Linked DNA regions of Gossypium hirsutum: region 1 is linked to region 2. Evidence: chromatin contacts called from public Hi-C data. All regions are on one chromosome and are shown on one strand. The core of a region is the stretch at or near the end of the contact, and the rest is flanking DNA. Distances in the headings are between cores, read along the strand shown. Region 1 holds the start of LOC107922144 (polyadenylate-binding protein 2). Region 2 holds the start of LOC107922148 (kinesin-like protein KIN-4A).

Region 1 (4,262 bases), core at 444-2,943, 360 kb before region 2:
ATAGACCGATGGAAGTCAAAGAAATGAAGGAAGTTTCGTGTGAAAGGTGAAAGTACAAAGTTTAACAGGCAGGAGCAAGAGTCCTACAAAGGTAAGGAACAGCCAACCAAAATTACCATTTTTCTGATTTAAAAAGAAAAAAATATCCTTGGAGTGAAATAGAAATCCAAATGGAGGAAAGGGAAAAAAAAGGTAAAAATGGAAAACACATCAATACCTTGATAAATATGTTTGCGGTACCAGTCTTACGAAGACTAGGATCACGCTGAGAATACATGACTCGGATAGGCTTATTATTCAGTGGTGTGAAATTCAGTAGATCCATTGCCCTAGCCGCTGCAGGCAAAAATAACAAAAAGACACCGTCAATTAACTTGAACAATTCCAACGAAAGAACTGATTCTCCCACATGATAATTATCCCACATCATTTATTTTTTTTTAAAGTTATTTAGTAACGCAGAAGTTCAAGCAACTCATCGAAATGCCAGGCAAAACTGGTAAAACACTCAAACATCAAAGCTCAAAACTTGTTTGAGAAATATTCTTATATCTACAAATTGCAAGCAATTTGTGCAATCCTGAAGCCAAGTATATATCTAAGGTCGGTACTTCAACTTCAATTATAGTTACAGTTACTGAAGACATTCCAATTTAGCACAAAAGGAAATCGGCAAATTGCATAAATACAATAATACACCTAAAATTCTAATTAAATTACTTTAGGGAAGTAATCAAGAACTGAACATAATGTCATCAATGCAGGACTTTTCTTTCCCTTTAAAAAGAAATTTTCAATTATGTATTATGAGAAAAGCTTTGTTAAAATAATGAATAAATAATCCTTAAATAATGCCTAGATAGCGGATCCGTTCAAACAGCATCTACAAATCCTTAATACATCAAAGTTATCAAATAACCGTATATTGATAATGATTACCAAAATTCAATAAACTCTGTTCACATTGTAGAATAATTCTCAATCAAACTAACTACGCCGAGCAGCCTTAAATTATTAAATTACTAGAAAAAAAAAACTAATCTTTTACAGTCAAGTAGAAGTCTAACCATCGCGAAGGTTGTTATAATTGACATAGCCATAGCCAAGAGAGCGGCCGCTCGCCAAGTCCCGGCAAACCCTTACTGATGCGACCGGAGCCACCTGGCTAAACAGTTGGTAAAGCTGCTCATCGGTAACGGTAACATCAAGATCCCCGACATAGAGAGACGTAAGCATGAATTGCGCTCCTCCGGCAGCTCCCGGGGCCACGCCATTTGGACCGGAAACCGCCGCCTGATGCTGAACCTGAATCTGCGCCATCCTCAAAATAAACTAGCCCTAACTCTCCTAGATCCTTCTCCTTTTTTCGGATTTTTTCCTTTTTTTTGCTTCCCTCTCCTATCTCTATTAAATCAAAACTATAGAGAAAAAAAGGATTTTAGAACTAAAGTTCAAAATATGTGGGAATTTTTTTTTTGGTGTTTTGGGGAATGAAGAGGAGAGGGAGTGATAAATAGGGATAGAATCGTCGGAAATCCGGAGGAGAACCGGACGGAAGACAACGCCGACGGAGAATATATGAGTTTTGGGGTAAAAATAGATTTTTTTTTAAATAATAAGAAAGGTTTTGGGGGAGGAGGGCAGAGAAACTGCACCGCACCGGCGAAGAAGGAACTGTGTCGTTTTTATAGGTAAGACAGTTTGAGAAAAGTTAATATCCGCCGTCTGATCCTTTTAATGGAAATCAGATCTTAGCCGTCTGACAAAATCAGGGTGCTTGCGTGACAATGGGCAGTGAAATTACACGTGGCAATGTCAGCCGTCAACGGTTATACCAAGTTTCTTCCTTTTTGTGTTTTGTTTACGTCATCAATCTTATTCTCAAACTCAAACGCTATTTTGTTCGATAATTTTAATGCTTTCTTTTAGTTAATCAGCATTTTGAGAAAAAAAAACTATAAATTCTATTATCTTTTAATATATCCTACAGATAATTATTGAGAATTTTAAAAAAGTCAACGGACGATATTTTGAAATGATTTGTTAGAACTGATAAGATAAGATAGAGTAAAATTTTAAATACATATAAATTGTTTTTATAAAAAAATTCACTGTAAAAATATAAAACCGAACTCTGTTATTTTGCGCAATGCGTGTTGTTTTGACTTGGCCAATTAGTTGTGCCGTTTGTTTTGTTTGTTTTTAATTGGAGTCTTCTAATAAACCATTTTTAGTTGTATTTCAACTCTGTTTATCTTGTAAATTAGGGTGTAGTACTCCCCTTTTTATAATAAAAATATTAGTAAATCTTGGGCCAAAGTTCTAAAAATAGAACGGATGGTTTTTTATTTTCTTCTTTTTGATTTTACATATTTATTATTTAATTATTTTTTAAATATTATATTTTTAATTATAATAATTAGAGTAAAATAATATTTTTTATTTTAGTTGTTACACATAATTAAAATATATTAACTTTTTAATTCAAATGTTATAATAGAAAATTTTAAATAATGATTAAGGTACTTTTAACGTATTCAATATATAATATAGTTTTACTTTATGTAATTAATGTAAAGTAATAGTATTTAAAATAATAATTAATTAATTAATTAATTAATATAATTAACCTTAATATTATTTAAATGATAATTAACCCTTCTTTTTAATAAAAAATAATATTACTTTAAAAGTGTTTTTATCTTATAGAAATATCAATGGGCTCTACAGTACCATCGGCTTTGGAACGACCGGCATCTTCTATCCCTTCGTAGTTGGAGAGGGTGACAAAAAAAAGTAAAGAATAAAGAGGATTCTACGTTGGTGAATGATGATCAAGATATGCCTGAAGCCTCTGTGGGAAAGTTATCTTATAAAGATAAGTTGACGGCTAATGGAGGGGGGATGTTGTAAGTGCTTGGAGTTTGGTGGATGAGATTGAAGTTTTGCCGGAGGATGTGATTATTAACCGGGGGAAAACTATTGGATATAGAGCTCTCATTAGTCGGTTAAAACTTCTTTGGTTGCCGCTTGGGAGATTGCAACTAGTTGATTTGGAGCATGATTATTACCTGGTTAAATTTAGTGATGCTGGGGACTATGAAAGGGTGTTGTTAGATGGTCCATGGATGATTTATGGCAGTTATTTAACCGTGAAGCCATGGAGTCGGGACTTCTCAACAAGGAAATCACATCCATCTCACGGTCTGGTTTGGGTAAGACTTATTGGTCTTCCATATCGCTATTATATAAAAGGGTTGTTCCGAACACTAGCAAATGAAGTTGGACATATAGTCAAAATTGACTATAACACGTCTGGAGGGAGAAGGGGGAGGTTTGCTCGTATGGCAATTGTTGTTGATCTGAATAAACCTTTACTTTCCTGTATTGTATTGATGGGTTTATTCAAATAATAGAACACGAGGGGCTGCCCTAAATTTGTTTCGGGTGTGGCTGTTAAGGACATATGCAAGAGGCTTGCGCATAGCAAAAACTAGTTGAGGCAGTGGCACCGAGTGGAGTTGAAAGGGAGAGTATGGGTACTGGTGCACCTGATTCGAATGTCGAGTATGCGAATAATGGAGGATTGTTTGGCCCTTGGATGGTGGCGAATACACGTCGAAGAAGGTTGTCGAAAACCCCCAGTGATGCAACCAGAGTGAAGGAGAAGAAGACATAATTGGCAACTGCGAATAAATCGCGATTTGAGATTCTATCTAACGTTGATATCTTGGAGTTTACAAGGATGAATCCAAGTTTTGAGGAAGAAATTGCTGAAGAGGATAATACGGATTGTTCTGGAAAAATTGAAGGATATTCAGCTCAAAGAAGTTAAAAAGGAAAGGAAAAATAGGACAAATAGATGTTAATAACAGAAAGGGTGCACGGTTCAGCCCTCAAAGAGAAAGGTTGGTGGGGAATAGGATAAATACAAGTGTGGGGCATACGATTAATGCAAATAAAAAAGAAAATGTTAGTGAGGGTACTAGTGATGAGAGTCCAAATGTGAGTGGGCCTGGACAGACTATTGTGGACATGGGGGTTTCCCTTCCAAGCAGTCATAAAGCAATGATTATCGTGGATGAGAGCCTTGATATGCATGACATGAGGCAAGACAAAATCTGCTGGCAAATAGGCAACCAAACCAGAATCTGAAGGAAAATATGGCAAAGGGTTTAAAAAAAAAAAAAAGAAATCGCAGTACAAGTCCTACTGCTATTCAAATGTACCAAAAATTAACTTTACAAAAAATTTACAACATA
Region 2 (4,001 bases), core at 740-3,239:
TTTAAATAATGATTCAAGTCACTTAATTCTAACAAATAGAATAGGGAAAAGAATACTCATAAATTTATTAATGGAAATGCTCGCATCTAGAACAATCTCTACTCACAATTGTCTAACTTTGGAATAGAAATCTTCAGATTAAGCAAACATAAAAGAAAACTAAAAACCTAAATCAAAGGTATGAAAAACTTTTTGAACCCTTGTAATATGTTGTTTTGAGCTATTATTTATATATTACATGTATTATGACCAAATTAGGTCAAACAAAGGTTGAGTTACAAGTTATTTAAGGTTGTGCAAACAAAAACACCCATGCAATAATTTTGGGTTTCGTCAGATTAGCGTCGCGACATTGCACGCCGAATGCTCCCCCTCTTTGTTTGAAGTAGGGTGTCGTGATATTAAGTGGTGGTTGTTGCAACATCGATGGTTGTATATTCCCCTTTTGATTCGAACTTCATTGTCGCGACATCCTCTCTAAATGTTGCAACAACCGGAGCAGTCCGCTGATTTATCGACCTAAAGTGTCGCCCTGTACTCTCAATTAACTTATTAGTTCTTCTTTAGGCTCTAAAATTACATAATCGTTTTAAATCATTGATTATTTTTATAGAAAAATATTTAAATAAATTTTTCTATAAACTTTTTAACTAAAATTTCAATGAAATTTTTAACCATTCTAGTTTTGTTTTTGAATATGTGTGAATTAAAGAGAGTTGACACAAGCTATTTATACGAGCATGTGTATATTAGATTGATAATTATTTTATATTTGAAAATCTTTTGAACTCATTTATTTGCTGGTAATTTTTATATGCATATATTAAATATTAGAAAAACGATAAATTTAAAATAATTTATGAAAAAAATGAATATCAATATGCCATCAGAATAATTGAATAAGATCCAACCTAAAACTAATAATGAATGGTGTTAAGAAAAAGGTATCCAAAGTTTAGGTAACCTAATGAGGCTTTTAATTTGAAGTTACTTGTGATGCACATAATTTATTTAAATTAAAAGTGCATAAGGATATAAACCCAATTTAGCATTTTTATATAAGCAAACAGCTCCATCCACATGTCTAAATATAATATAAATTTAATTGTATGAATTTTGTGAAAAATATTTGATTCAGTTTTTATATTTATGTTGATAAGTTGTTTTATAAGAATATAATAAAATAAATATTTCAATTAAATACTAACATAAAAATAATAAAATTAAAAGAAGTGGAAGTGGGGCCTTCTTTTCCAAATTGCATTTTTTACAAGAGTATTGATGGTGCAATTTAGTGGCTCCAAACATGCACATCACAACAAAAGGAAACCCAAAAAACACGAATTTAATTAACTGCCACAGAATCAGTAAAAAAGAATACAGAGAGGCCCATTTCTGGGTTCTTTTTCTTCTTTTTGTGCCATTTCTTCTTTCCTGGGTTAGCTTTTCGTCAATTTTATTTCTTTAATTTATTAGAACATATAATAGAGGTCTGTGATCACAAATGAGTATGTATTGCTTGTTTCATTGATTTTTTTTTTTTTGGTTCAGAACTTGTTTGATTTTATATACAATTTATAAACTATTGGGGAAGTAATATTAGAACATCATCTTTTAAAAATTAAAATTATGGGAAAACAAAACGAATTTAGTAAGAAAAAGATAGGTTAACTTTTGCTATTAGATCTTCTACTTTATGAAAGTTGTGAATTTAATTTTTATATTTTTTATTTGATCTATTTTAGTCCGAATCAGTACATAATTTTAGTCCCAAAAATAATTATATTTATTCAAATTAGATTATTTCAAACTTCTATATTTTCCAAATGTTAAATTTTGACAATTAAAATTTTATAAATTGACATAATATTATTCATAATAATATATTTAAAACATAACTTTAGTAAACTTCTACAGATAACAGAGAACGATAACAAAAAAAAATGTAGGATACAAATAACAAAGTGGTTTTTACTTTTAGAAATGGCATATATGATTCCAATCACGCGGCTTATGTGCTGTGGGGGAGTGGAATTACTTATATCGAACCTTTATAAAATAATACTCTTACCACAGAGGATGATGGCGTGGTCATCCCTGTTTATCGACCATATCCTGAGCACAATCATGAAATTTTCATCCTCATAATACGTGGTTTTAGGAGCACTTATCTATCTTTCTTTTTTTTTTTTAAATTTTTAACCAAAACCCAGAAAAAAATGGAGCTAAAAGGGGTAGAGCTGTAAAGATAAGGACAAAGACGAAACTCCATGAAGGTCATAATAAGAAACAGAGGAACATGGGAAATTGAGATTTGCAGTAAGCAAAAAAGTAGGATAAAAAGGGGAAGAGTGTTACGAAAGTTCTTTTCCTTTTTCTTTTACATGACGATTTTTTATGTGAAGGCTAGGGAAAATGACAGTAGTTGTTATCACTGCAGTTAAACTTTCTGCTTTGTATACTTCTATGGTTATGCTATCCCATTCCCTCTCATTCCTCAACTACCCTTCCCTCTTCTACAGTTTCTTCTTTATTTTTTCTTACATTTCCGAACAACAGCAGCAGCAACCCATTGTCCATGAGAAGGGTTTTTTTACAAGGAAAAGAAGAAAATAAATATTTTACTTTTTGGGGTTTTCTTCTTCTCTCTCTTTGTGGAATTTTCTTTTAGCTGTTTCGTATGGAAGTTGGTGGAGGTTCAGAGGAATGTTGTGTTAAGGTTGCGGTTCATGTAAGACCACTTATCGGTGATGAGAAGGTTCAAGGTTGTAAAGACTGCGTTACTGTCATCCCAGGAAAACCTCAGGTACTGTCACTTATTAATGCAGACCTTAATTCTTTTAAGTGCTTTCAAATGGATGATTTTGGGGTTAATTTGAAGTATTTGGAGATCTGGATCTTTTGGATGCTTGAATGATTGATCAATCAGAATTAACTAATGGATATTTTGCTATGCTGCAGGTACAAATTGGGACACATTCCTTTACATTTGATCATGTGTATGGGAGCACCAGTTCTCCTTCTTGGATGTTTGAGGAATGCATTGTGCCACTTGTTGATGGCTTATTCTTAGGATATAATGCTACTGTTCTTGCTTATGGTCAGGTACAGCTGAATCTCTCACAACACACACCTAAATATTGCTGTTTTTGTTTTCCTTCCAATTGAAGTTTGAAAAATTATTTCAGACTGGATCAGGTAAAACATATACTATGGGCACAGGCTTCAAAGATGGCTCTCAAACAGGAATCATTCCTCAAGTAATGAATGCTTTGTTCAGCAAGATTGAAAATCTAAAACATCAAATCGAATTTCAATTGCATGTGTCCTTCATTGAGGTTTGTTAAAGAACCAAACATTTCATTTTGTTTTTCTACTTTGCTGTAATACCTGTTGTTGTAAAAGCTTCGCCCTTCATGTATGAGATATCCATTTTATGAATATATCTTTTGGTTTATGTGATCGAGAACTCTTGTTTGCATCATTATAAGTATCACAACTGGCTTGACTAGCTCTTCCTACTTTGTAGACCTGACATGCATAATTTTTATCTAATTTTGATGTAAAGATCCTGAAAGAAGAAGTGCGAGATTTGTTGGATCCTACTTTTTTGAACAAATCAGATACTGCAAGTGCGAATACTGGGAAAGTAAATGTCCCTGGAAAACCGCCAATACAGATTCGTGAATCATCAGATGGTGTTATTACACTGGCAGGATCTACTGAAGTTAGTGTCAGTACATTAAAAGAAATGGGTGCGTGCTTAGAACAGGGATCTTTGAGTAGGGCTACAGGGAGTACAAACATGAACAATCAGTCAAGGTTTATTCATTCTCGGTTCTTGTTAAATTAAGTATTATTTAGTAATTACTTCTTTTAGTTTTACCTTTTTCTTGGTTTTATATGATTTGCTAAATGCAAATTTTGATAATTTTTTTATATACCAAAATTTCAGGTAATATGCCACAGTAATAATTTTCTATAATGACAAATTTTTTTGG

The links. Hi-C and Micro-C count contacts between places; a contact is called where the count stands out from the background.
Region 1: a contact with region 2 is called in a Hi-C map of leaf, with 2.2 times the contacts expected there. The contact joins the promoter of LOC107922144 here to the promoter of LOC107922148 in region 2. A contact is called at or near these places in 8 of 34 Hi-C or Micro-C datasets (hypocotyl and leaf).

Annotation. Positions count from the first base shown.
Region 1 is chrD01:21,485,618-21,489,879 of Gossypium_hirsutum_v2.1, reverse strand. It overlaps LOC107922144 (polyadenylate-binding protein 2), which reads right to left and starts at 1,693. Exons shown (of 9, transcript XM_016852014.2): 1 at 1,068-1,693; 2 at 218-336. The coding sequence starts at 1,320.
Region 2 is chrD01:21,122,095-21,126,095 of Gossypium_hirsutum_v2.1, reverse strand. It overlaps LOC107922148 (kinesin-like protein KIN-4A), which reads left to right and starts at 1,989. Exons shown (of 26, transcript XM_016852021.2): 1 at 1,989-2,806; 2 at 2,962-3,105; 3 at 3,189-3,338; 4 at 3,569-3,822. The coding sequence starts at 2,681.